Linked DNA regions of Sus scrofa: region 1 is linked to region 2. Evidence: chromatin contacts called from public Hi-C data. All regions are on one chromosome and are shown on one strand. Each heading gives the region's core, a stretch centred on a gene start, on an enhancer-like site or on the middle of the called end of the contact. The rest is flanking DNA. Distances are from core to core; before and after follow the strand shown. Region 1 overlaps SEMA5A (semaphorin-5A). Region 2 overlaps SEMA5A (semaphorin-5A).

Region 1 (6,024 bases), core at 549-3,048, 520 kb before region 2:
GCCAACTTTGCACGTCATCAATGCTCTTGTTAGAGGCTGACTGCCATACAGGAGTTCTATCAGGGCGATGTAAAATTAAAAAAAAAAAAAGTTGCTTTTCATTACACGTAAGTTCTTTCAAAACTTTCCATAACATGGAAAATAAAAAAAAAAAGTTGTTTTCAATTCTATTTCAGTCCTTTCAAGACTTTCTTCATTGGCATCATGAATGTTCAAGATTCTTCTTTGCAGAGAAAGGAGAGGTGTAGAGTCTATTATCCAAATGTTAAACAAGTGGTTATTTTATGGAGTGTTTCTTGGGGATGCTACTCTGGACCAGAGAAGTGGGCTTCCAAGCCAACCACGTGGCAAGGAGCTCCCTGAAATGTCATGACATCCATACGTCAGAATAAGGCTGGCTTCACAGGAACCTGTAGAACACGTGCCCCCTTCACGGAGTCTGTACCTCTGCCCTTAACACTCCCCTCCCCCAGAGAAAACACAGTGACCGCGTCAAGACCAAGGGCGGGGCACCTCACCCTCCACACCATCACCTCTGCAGGTGGTTGCAAGCCAAGCTGAATCTCTGGTGTCCTCAGGCAAAAATCATTCCAGGTCCAAACACACACAGGATAATCCAGACCGAGAAGATGGAGCTCCATGGTGAGTCTTTGTACGGCCAAATTCATATTCTTCATTTTATCAATATTATAAACCAGGTGGAGGTTGGGGGGTGGGCTCTCACATAAAGTGCCGATTTTCTTGAATTATATCATCATGAAGATTTGCACTCATGAGCAAGAGGATGTTCATATTTCTAAAGACTCCTTCCAATGTGGGTGGTACATTTACAAAAAAGCTCAAGAAAACAACTGACTCGTTAGAAAAATGGACTCAACACAATAAAGAGATTTCACACCATGGCTCATTAAACAATGACGGAGAATTGTAGAACAGATTTTCGTGATGCCATGTTTAGACGATTTGTTGCTTTTAAGGACGAGCGTTTTTGGCAGCGATGGGATACGTGTGGCTTGAAATGCACTTGGAATGTTTCCAAACTCCATCTCTGAAGTGTTGGAGACATGGGCAGGCATGGAGAGCAGGCCTCGAGGAACTGGGGAATTACAAGAAGCCAAAAATAGAAGAGCTCTTAGTACTCATCATAGTTATTGAGATCTGTGAAGTAGGCGTTGGAATAGGTCTTCCCAGTGAGATGTGGGTTGAAATATTTGTTTCTTTCCTCCAGGATCAAGTTGTTTTTGTTAAATGCCTATAAAAAATTGAAATAAAATAGAAGATTTAAGAATTCTCAGTAAATATTTCAGAAAAAGAATACAACTAGGAGACAATACAGGAGTTCCCATCATGGCTCAGTGGTAACCAATCCAACCAGTGTCCCTGAGGATGTGGGTTCGATCCCTGGTCTTGCTCAGTGGGTTAAGGATCTGGCATTGCCATGAGCTATGGTGTAGGCTGCAGATGTGGCTCAGATCCTGCATTAGCTGTGGCTGTAGCCTAGGCCGGCAGCTGAAGCTCTGATTCGACCCCTAGCTTGGGAATTTACATATGCTGTGGGTGTGGCCCTAAAAAGACAAGAAAAAAAAAATTAGAGAGAAAGAGAGAGAATTACAGTTGACCTTTGAGCAATGCAGGTGTTAGTGGTGTCAACCCTCCTTGAAGTCAAAAAATAAGTATAACTTATAGTCAGCCCTCCATTTCCCTGCTTCTTCCAGATTGGAACTTCCTCTGTTATCTGCAGTATTGCATCCTGGATTCAAACGACCCCCTGACATGTAGTATTGTCACATTTAATACTGAAAAAAACTCCACATCAGTGGACCTGCACAGTTCAAGGGCCAGCTGTATGCTGAATTTGAGTTCTCTTGTAGGGCTCATTATTGAAAAATGAGTTTTCTCACTTACTTGTCTCTCACATCATTTGCTTTGATGAGGACTTGCCTTGTAACTAGAATGAGGTAGGTTTTCATACCAGTCTATTTGTGAATTTTACTCTACTTTTGAACTTGAGTCAGGAAGTTTCCAAGAATTAGAAAACCTAAATTGAAACCTCCTGGAGACCTAAAACCAGTGATTTCAAATTCACAAACACTTTTAATATTAGCATTTATAACTAAGTAAATTTTTTTTCTTCCTTTTCAGGGCCATGCCTGCAGCAGATGGAGGGGTCCCAGGCTAGGGGTTGAATCGGAGCTGCAGCAGCTGGCCTATACCACAGCCTCAGCGACGTGGGATCTGAGGCCATGCCTGCGACCTATACCACAGTGCACCAAAACACTGGATCCTTAACTCACTGAGCGGGGCCAGGGATTGAACCTGTGTCCTCATGGATACTAGTTGGGATCTCTCCTGCTAAGCCACAATGGGAACTCCCTGAGTAGGTATTTAAGCAGCTTTCTGATTGCCATGGTACACTGATGAGGGATTCTGCAGGAACTTTTTTGATTAAATGCAGGAAATGCATTTGAAATAGGCTTGAGGAATTCCCACTGTGCTTCAGCAGGAGAAGAATCTGACTAGTATGCATGAGGATGTGGGTTCGATCCCTAGCATTGCTCAGTGGGTTTAAGGATCCAGTGTTGCTACAAGCTGCAGCAGAGGTCGCAGATGTGGCTTGGATCCAGCTTTTCTGTGGCTGTGGTGTAGGCTGGCAGCTGTAGCGCCGATGACCCCTGGCCTGGAAACTTCCAATATGCCATGGGTGTGGCCCTAAAAAGGAAATACACTTGAAAATTAGTTGAAGATTGTCTTTATAACGCCGCCCTGGTGATCCCTGCAAGGGACCTGTATGTCCTCTGACCAAGCGACTGGTCCTCATTCCGCTGCCCAGCGTGTGCGGGTCCTGAGCGTGGAGGGCTTCTCTTTGTGCCAGCCCTGCTTGGATGCAGAGGCACAGCAAGGGCAGCCTGGCCGGTGACCAGTGACCCTGTTTTCCAGCATTTTCTATGTTGCTATTTCCATGATCCACTTTCAACCTAATTCCCATTCTGAGAAGCCACCTTTCCTAAGGCACAGCAAAGCTCCAAAGGCCATTCATCATAAACGGAGCCCTTTATCTTGTCCCCACCCTACCACCCATGCCACCAACAACCCCGGGGGTCCACCGACCTTCTTTGCACACCTGGCCGCAGGGGTGGCCGCTGATCCCTTACCTTGATGGCCTCCACTGAGTCATACTTGTCCAGTTTGTTGATGTGGTTGGTTATGCTGGTGTTGAGAGGGGCGGGCGCGACGGGGTGGATGACGGTGGCGTCATGGGACTGCTGCTGGTACCGCTGGCAGTAGGTGTAGACGAGCAGCGTAAGAAGGCAGCCCAGGATGGAGCTGCTCAGCCCCACGGCGATCATGTGGAACACGCTGAACTCTGCGGAGACAGGACCACGGGGACCCTGGTCAAGAGCCCTCTCCGCCACAGCTCAAAGGAAAAAGGAGGACGTGGCAGAAAGCCCCGCATCCATTCCCAAACGCAGGGAATCCCAGGACCCTGTACAATGTCCTGAGCAAGACATTTCTCTGCAGTGAGCACCGGCTACAGTTTAAGTCAGCGCCCTTATGGAGGATAACCTACTTTTTGAATAGGTTCAAACAATCACCTTCATACTTTAACAGAGACAGTTTTTCAAAGGCTTGAATGAGACTGTTCTTCTGCTTCAAGTGAAGCATGATCCACGGTCTAGGGAACATGTTTTCTTTTTTTTTTTTCTGGCTTTTTGGGGCCACACCTGCAGCACATGGAAATTCCCAGGCTAGGGGTTCAATCGGAGCTGCAGCTGCCAGCCTACACCACAGCCACAGCAACGCCAGATCTCTAACCCACTGAGCGAGGCCAGGGATCGAACCCACGTCCTCCTGGATACTAGTCAGGTTCTTAAGGGGCTGAGCCACAAGGAACTCCCTAGGGAACACGTTTTCCATGTTCCTAACAAGCTGAGGTTTCCTGCCTGCAGCGGGACTGTGTCCCAGGACCATGGAGGATGCCTTTATTGCTCTTCCATCACTGCTCACCCGCAAGCTGGGCTATTGCCCCCTCTCCTTTATCATTTCATTTTATTTCAAAATGTGTTCCAATATGTCATTCTTAGGTTTCCATTGCATTTTTTGAATATGGATAGACACACACTGCATAACATTAGAAAGTACAAAAGCGTATACAAGAATAAGTCTATTTTTTTCTTTCCGAGAGGGAAACTGTGCTTTTCCCAGTGAAATTCTGCGCTCTTAGATGCAGTGTGTGCACGTTGTAAATATTACTGTCCCACTTTTCTTCACTCCTGTTGCATTTCTTTTCTTTTCCTCTTTTTTTGGTCCTTTGTCTTTTTAGGGCTGCCTATAGAGGTTCCCAGGCTAGGGGTCAAATCAGAGCTGTAGCTGCTGGTCTACACCACAGCCACAGCGATGTGGGATCTGAGTCACATTTGCAAGCTACACCACAGCCAGATCCAGCAAGGCCAGGGATCACACTGGTGTCCTCATGGATACTAGTCAGGTTCATTAACCATTGAGCCATGATGGGAACTCTGCATTTCTTTCTTATAAAGAAAATGGGTTATTCCAAAGAAATAAAGGATTTGTGGCAAAGGAATATGAACTTGTAAAGGTCGTGAAATGACCCTCCTATTTTTATAGTGTTTTTCCCTATTTAATTATACCTTTATGTTTTTTGAGTTATAAATATAAAATGTTGAAAAGCTGAGCTGACACGGACCTATGTCTCTGCTATAGAATTGGTTTGAGCGACATCAAGGGAGCATAACCAATGCTGCTTAATCTCTGAAAAAGAACTACAAAAGAGAGAGAGAGAAAAAAAAAGATATTCATGGTGTGTTGATAAAACACTTTCCAGTCAAAGCTTTGAGCCTTTCAGGGAATAAGGACAGCATCTGAACCTTGTCTGTGAAGCTGAGATTATTGAAAATCAGGCAAAGGAAAACAGGACCGCGTGTTTTCTCCGTTGGCTTGGCACCGCAGTGCTAACCAGTTGCATAAGGATTGCCAGCTTTCTGTCTCCACTGCCCAGGCCTGATGATCTGGTTCTCTCCCAAGGTGTCCCCTCTGTGCACCACCAGGGGGCCAGTATCACCCTTTCTCCCCGTACCTGTCCAACTGGCATCTGAACGGGACCACTGAAGATGCTTGCTGGGCATCACTGCGGGTGTGGGTGAGTCCCACTGGACCACATGGGGAGGTCCCCTGGGTGCTTGGGGAGAGACCTGTGAGTTTGTCCCCTGCACCCAGGCCCTGGGATGCCTACACTTTAATCACCTGGGCTCGTCCCTGGGAGCCCTCTGATTTGCCTTTGCCTCATGTGTGATTTGCAGCACAGGCGTCATATCCCTCATCCATCCCGAAACCGTCTAAGCGTCTTCCACTAAGCTGCGCCCCTTTGCTGCTCCTGGACACCGTGGTCTGGGGCCCTGGGAAATGCACTTGTTCCACCTGGTGGATGCATGCCGCGCGGAGAGGGAGCCTCCTCATGACCAACACACGCTCATCCACACCGAGACTCCAAACTAGTGGTTCCTAATGCAGCTTCTTGTGTCTGCACCAGACACCTGGGGCTGAATAACCCAGGACGACCCTACTAGAACATTCCACAAGTTATCCCCCAGCCCGACACCTGTCTCAACCATTCACTTCTCTATGATTTGGTCCCTGGTTTAGCAAAGTGAAAGGAAGCCATGAATCTTTGGTCTTTCCGGATTGTGACTGGAGGACTGGACATCTCCCAACCTGGGATGCTGGATAAAGCATCCAAGGGCCCTTTCACCTGCAACCACTAGAAGCTTTGACTGTAACCCTGAAGATGCTCTCGAGACAGGCCAGGGAGGATTTCACACATGTTGGCTTTTCTCCATACTTTAGCCGACTGGAGTTCCCCAGAGTCAGTGCCATGTACGGAAAAAAGAACTTCGGCTGCATGGATAACATACTATATTTTAACAAAGGAAGGTGTAGGACTCTCTCCATATGCAGATACTTTGTCATTAGTCAAATGAATCATGCCTGCAGGTGCCTGGGGAAGGC
Region 2 (5,724 bases), core at 1,770-4,269:
GAGTTGGATGTCTTTAGGCATAAGCAAGCCATATTGCATAGTGTAGATCAATACAGAACAATTGATACTATTTTCAGAACACCCCCTGGGCCTCGGAGCCGCTTAAATGTGGAGCATTTAATTAAATAAGTCCCATTAATCATCTGGAAGCTAATGTGGGAAAAGAAAACAGCGAACAACCTCCCACTTGCTCAGAAAAGCAAAGCATTTCACACATGTATATTTTACAAATGTCATGGGTACCTCTAATTACATTTTTATATGAATTCCTTTAGCTTTCAACCAATTCGTAAAATCTAACACCAAACTCTTTTATAGAAGTACACCTACAAAATTGTTTTCTTCCCATCTAGCCGAAAGACACAAGGAATGGATTTGGCTGGCACCGGATGGCCCCTGGCACCAGAGGTTTTTTTCGTTTTAAAAATCTGACCTAAAGTGTAACCTTTTCAGGCCACACAGTCATTATCAGGCAAAATGGCTAATTGGCAGACTTTGAAGTCAATCCCGACACCTCGGTTTAAAAAAACAGGGTAGGAGTTCCCTGGCGGCTCCAAGATCCAGCATTGTCACTACTGTGGCGATGGTTACAGCTGTGGCATGGGTTCGATCCCTGGCCTGGGAACGTCTGCATGCTGTGAGTGCAGCCAAAAAAGTATTAATAATAAAAAATAACAGCGAATCAAAAATAAAAAAAAACAAGGCAGCCCTCACCCAAAAACTAACAAAGATAAACATCGGGGTTCCCACACTTTCAAGCAAGCAGCCTTCCCTAACATGCTTTTGACTTGTTTTCCTAAGTTTACCCCTACAGGCTTAATGAAACTGGGTGTTCGCTCAAAAGGGCAATTAAAGAAGACCCCACGAAGGGCACTTGGCCCTGAGGCTTCCCACTTCATTCCCCAACCTGAGCCATGCGCTAATTGTGCCCTTTGTCCGGGCGGCTCCAAGATCATGATTTTTGCCAAGCTTCCAATCACGATTATTCTTCTTCCCCCTTAGCCTTGTCTCCAGCAACCTCCAGGCAGGAAGTCTGGGCCCCAAGCCCGTTCTTCTGGGAACCTACATTTTAATTTAAATCCAAAAAAAATTAAAGCCCATTGAAAGGCACTTAGTAGCAAATCCAAAACTTGCATTAAAGTTCGCCCGCGACCACCAGTAATTAAAGAGACTCCAGACCACAGATCCCTGGGGGTGAACTCGTAGCCCTCTTTTATGAGCCACAACCTCAAGGGCACCCACTCCAAGGCGCAGGCTGGCCAGATCCCGTCCCCTGGGGCTGCCTTCCCATGCCAGACTGGGTCATGCTGCTTCGCGGCTCTTCTGCAGATGACAAGCTCGCTAATGACGGAAAGGATCAGAGCTGTGACTCCTCTTGCAAAAAATGATCCCTGTCTGCGTTGCAGGAGGAGGACAGAAGTGAGTGTAGAATTTATGAAAATGAAAACAGAGACTAAATGGAGTCAGCGGTCTCTGGAGAGCCGAGGAGTCTCCAGGACCCAGGGCCACCCTTTCCGTTTCGCAGCCCTTCTCCATGTTGACTCCAACCCAACTCTCGGATGGAGCCAGGCACTCCGAGAGAGGAAAGCCTCTAGGTGACACTTAGGAGAAGCAAGAAACAAGATCTTCACCTCACTGAGTTGAGGTCACGACGGTCCTTTTCCCTCTTGCGAGAAAACAGCAAAGCAATTGGCCGCCAGACGAAAAGCTGAGATTTTTCTCAAAGATTATCAAGGAACTCTGGGTCCCAGACATCAAATGAAGGATGTTTATCCGGTCTTCTCTTTCCCAAACTCATCCCAAAGCCTGTACTCTTCCATCACCCAAAACAAACACATCAAATATACTTCCACACTGGGTTTGAATCTAGAGTGTATGATCTTCTGTTAGTGTCTTCATTATACGAGGAAAAAAAAAAAAAGGCCGTCTTAAATACTATGTAGGCGTTGGGAAGAATCTCTCCTTCTAATCAAAAATTTGGCGTGTGTTACTCCGTGTATTCTCTTCACCATGTTGGGCCAGTCAATCTCCCCTCCACGCACGGCCCACGTTCAAAGCATTGATTTCCTCGACCCAAACTCAATAAACAATTAATTCATTGATAGACACTCTTTTTAAACATGCAAGATCCGGAGTTCCCATCGTGGCGCAGTGGTTAACGAATCTGACTAGGAACCATGAGGTTGCGGGTTCGGTCCCTGCCTTGCTCAGTGGGTTGACGATCTGGCGTTGCCGAGAGCTGTGGTGTAGGTTGCAGACGCGGATCCCGCGTTGCTGTGGCTGTGGCACAGGACGGCGGCTATAGCTCCAATTGGACCCCTAGCCTGGGAACCTCCATATGCCACGGGAGAAGCCTAAGAAAAGGCAAAAAGACAAAAAAAAAAAAAAAAACAAAAAAAAAAAAAAAAAAAAAAAAAAAATGCATGATCCAAGTTCAAAGCATTGAGTTCCTCCACCCAAACTCAATGAACAAATAATTCCTTGACAGACACTCTTTTTAGACATGTCTTCAAGGTATTTGAATTGACCAGGTGTCTGCCCACTGTGAAGACGGACTGTGCCCTTCGTCGGTCCTAACTGTGGCTGACAGCTTTAGCAACTGAAGTCCAGACATCACCATTAACTCCATGGGGTTCCGAAAAAGTGGACCCCCGCCCCCCGCCGGATTCCCGGGTCAGAGATGAGGGCGTGTGGTCACCCAGAAGAACCTTCTGCTGACACCATCTCGGGGCGTGTCCTCTGAGACCCCCGCCGTGAGCCCTTCCCCACGGGCGCTCCCCTGCACCTGCACCGAGGTACACCTCAAGGAACGGGGAACCCAGCAGGTGGGCCTGGAGAAACTGGTCAAAGTTACATAACATCTGCAGGCGTTAGCTTTTGCGTGAATGAATCTTTGCAATTCTTACTTGCCAGCTTGCAGTTTCCTCAATGATTTCTTTTCACAAGCTGGCGATAGGACCTCGGGATTCCATCACGGCTGCCAGGCAGAGCGTAAATTTGGCTCCAGGCCTGACTTTGGAGTCTGCTTGGAAAGCCTTGACAGCCAACAGGCGCTGCCTGGACGTGCAGAGCTCCTCGACCTCCCAAATCCACACTCCCCGCCCCCCACCCTCCACCAGCCCCAACCCCGACCACAGCCCAACTTGCATTCATAGGGGCCATGACACTGGTTTCCGACGTGCGCTGGAGAGGAAGTGGGGTAGGCAGGTAGATTGGGAAATATGGTGAGAACTCAAGCACCTGGGCTTGGGTATCCCCACCTTCCTGGCACCAGCTTTGTGACCTGGGGCCAAGGAAGTGAGGGTTCAAGGTGCAGAGGTGGGAGGGCCTCGAGAGGCCTGGCTCCAAGCCTTCCAACCTCTGCCATCATGATGCAAGGCTGAAGAATGAGACGTTCCCACTGCCTGGCCACGAGCATGTCTCTCTTCCAACAGAGCTGTCTGATAAGCAGAGGTATGCCGCTCCCAGCTCAGGAGCAGCATCGGATGCAGAAGAAAAGGCTGAGATGGAACTAAACAGCCCTCACATTCCGGCCATCCTTGTAGCTGACCCACACGAGGTCTGACCTATGAGCCAACATGAAGCCGCCCAGGAATGAGACTGAGCCAAAGAGCACGTCCATCTATGACACCCAGGCGATCCCACCATCCAGCAGCTGCTCTGAAAGCCCAGAGCAAGAGCAGGCGCCCCCATGTGGACAAAGCCTGGCAAGCCCCTTTGACACTGGGGAGAGCACAGAAATGGAGAAAGACGCCCCCATCTGGACAAAGCCCCATCTGACACCCCCATCTGGACAAAGCCTGACACCCCCATCTGGACAAAGCCTGGCAAGCCCCTTTGACACTGGGGAGAGCACAGAAATGGAGAAAGATGCCCCCATCTGTACAAAGCCCCCATCTGGACAAAGCCTGGCAAGCCCCTTTGACACTGGGGAGAGCGTAGAAATGGAGAAAGGAAGGCAAGAAAGTGAGCCAGCTCTTCTTGTTTGAAAATTAAAGGGTCAATCAGAAGTTCTAAACTTGGCTTGGTCCAAAACTTTGTGGTGAAGGAGAAACACAATACTTCAAAGGCAGCTGGGTTAGCAGAGAAACTGACCGGAGGAGAACCATGAAGAGGAAGAAAAGGAGAATCCCTCTGATGGGGGGGGGAAGTCATCACAGGCTATTTGAGGAGTAGCCCCATCAGGAAGGGCAGGAAACCACAATCCAGCATCCTCCTTTCCGCCTGGGACACCTGGTCCCCCTACGTCAGGCAAAAGTTCAACAACTGGGAGCTGGACCCCAGCGCTGAAAAACAGGATCTTTGTCACAGCCCCAAATCTTAAACTTAAAGGAATAAAACGTCCAACTTTATCTCCCAGCTCAAACTTTAAAGCATTTTCCTTCGCTGACATGGTGCCAAAGATCCTCCACGTTTGTGGAGCCCCCACTGTGGCGCAGGGGGTTAAGAACCCGAGTAGGATCCATGAGGAGGAGGGTTTAATCCCTGGCTTCGCTCCGTGGCTTAAGGATCCAGCGCTGCCGCAAGCTGCGGCACAGGTCGCAGATGGGGCTCGGATGCTGTGGGGCTGTGGCTGTGGCTCAGGTGGGCAGCCGCAGCTCCGATTGGACTCCGAGACTGGGAACTTCCATGTGCCGCAGGTGCGGCCCTAAAAAAGAAAAAGAAGAAGGTCCTCCATGGTTAAACTTGAGAACAAGGATGAGAGGGAGGGAGGGACCATCAGACAGAAGGGGCCGCACTACGAGCCCTGCAGCTGTGACGTGGCCCCTGCTGGCTCTTCCCTGTGTTCCAGAGGGCTGGTAAAAAGCCAGCATCCTCTACATGGCAGTGTCCAAAGTCGACACTGGAGGTTAACATCCGGAGGCTTTCCAGAAAAGGAAGTGGTTACCAAAAAGTTAAAAAAGTCATCTAAACGAATGGTCTAATACATTTTCCCCACTTAGCACCACGTCTTCACACAATTCTGTAGGTAAACTACCTGTTCCCTTAATTATGATCAACTGCAGCACCAGCTGCAATACAAATCAACGATTCCTCTAAAGAGGATCTTCAAGCAAGAGAAAATGGCATCGTTTTCTTATGTTTCCCACTAAATATCTGTCCTGGCCTCATGGAAATTTCGTGTAAGTGGTCAATCTGTTTAATCAAATGCCTAACTAGTTATCCTTAAAATATAGAGAACATGAGCTCACTGGAAATGAAGGAAAATAGTCACCAAAAGTACCCACCTAAACAGGATCTTACTGACCAATGAACGCCGTCAAAAGTGACACCAAAACCTAGATGTCACCCACTCCTTTGCCATCTAATCAGTGGAAGGAAATAGTAATGCCCTCTCACAAGGACGTCCTCCCCACTCATTAAGGGTGAGTAATAATTTAGAGCTGGTAACAGAAAAACATGGGCATTTTATAAATTTTACTCCTAATGTGTGTGTAGGTTCGGCTGAAACTCAGGAGGAGCCAGTGAGAAATGACATGGGTCAATTGCACTAGGATTTAAAACTCTGTTTCATCCCAGTTTTTGCACCCAGCTACTAGGAGGGCTGAAGAAATGAGACGTGGCTGTTGCCGAGAAATGCCGGCCTGAACCATCACAGGGCTGCAGAGAAATACTTCATTACTAATGGAAGGATGCTTGTGAGCCTGGAGGGTCTCGGCCAGCTTGAGAAAGCCACACCGGGTGTATGTGGAGCCGGAACTGTCTCTGCCAAAGTAAACACTC

The links. A called contact is a pair of places that touch in the nucleus more often than the background predicts.
Region 1: a Hi-C map of fetal heart ventricle shows a contact between it and region 2, with 2.6 times the contacts expected there. The contact joins two enhancer-like sites.

The regions. Positions count from the first base shown.
Region 1 is chr16:73,322,700-73,328,723 of Sscrofa11.1, reverse strand. It overlaps SEMA5A (semaphorin-5A), which reads right to left. Exons shown (of 24, transcript XM_021076851.1): 23 at 3,153-3,364; 24 at 1-1,252. The coding sequence ends at 1,133. Among named protein-coding and RNA genes, the nearest start is that of SEMA5A, 530 kb to the right of the region's middle. Within about 2 kb of position 1,798, at least 1 of the 83 cell types and tissues checked has an H3K27ac peak or open chromatin away from gene starts, as enhancers often do.
Region 2 is chr16:72,805,271-72,810,994 of Sscrofa11.1, reverse strand. All of the region lies in intron 1 of SEMA5A (semaphorin-5A), which reads right to left. Among named protein-coding and RNA genes, the nearest start is that of SEMA5A, 12 kb to the right of the region's middle. Within about 2 kb of position 3,019, at least 3 of the 83 cell types and tissues checked have an H3K27ac peak or open chromatin away from gene starts, as enhancers often do.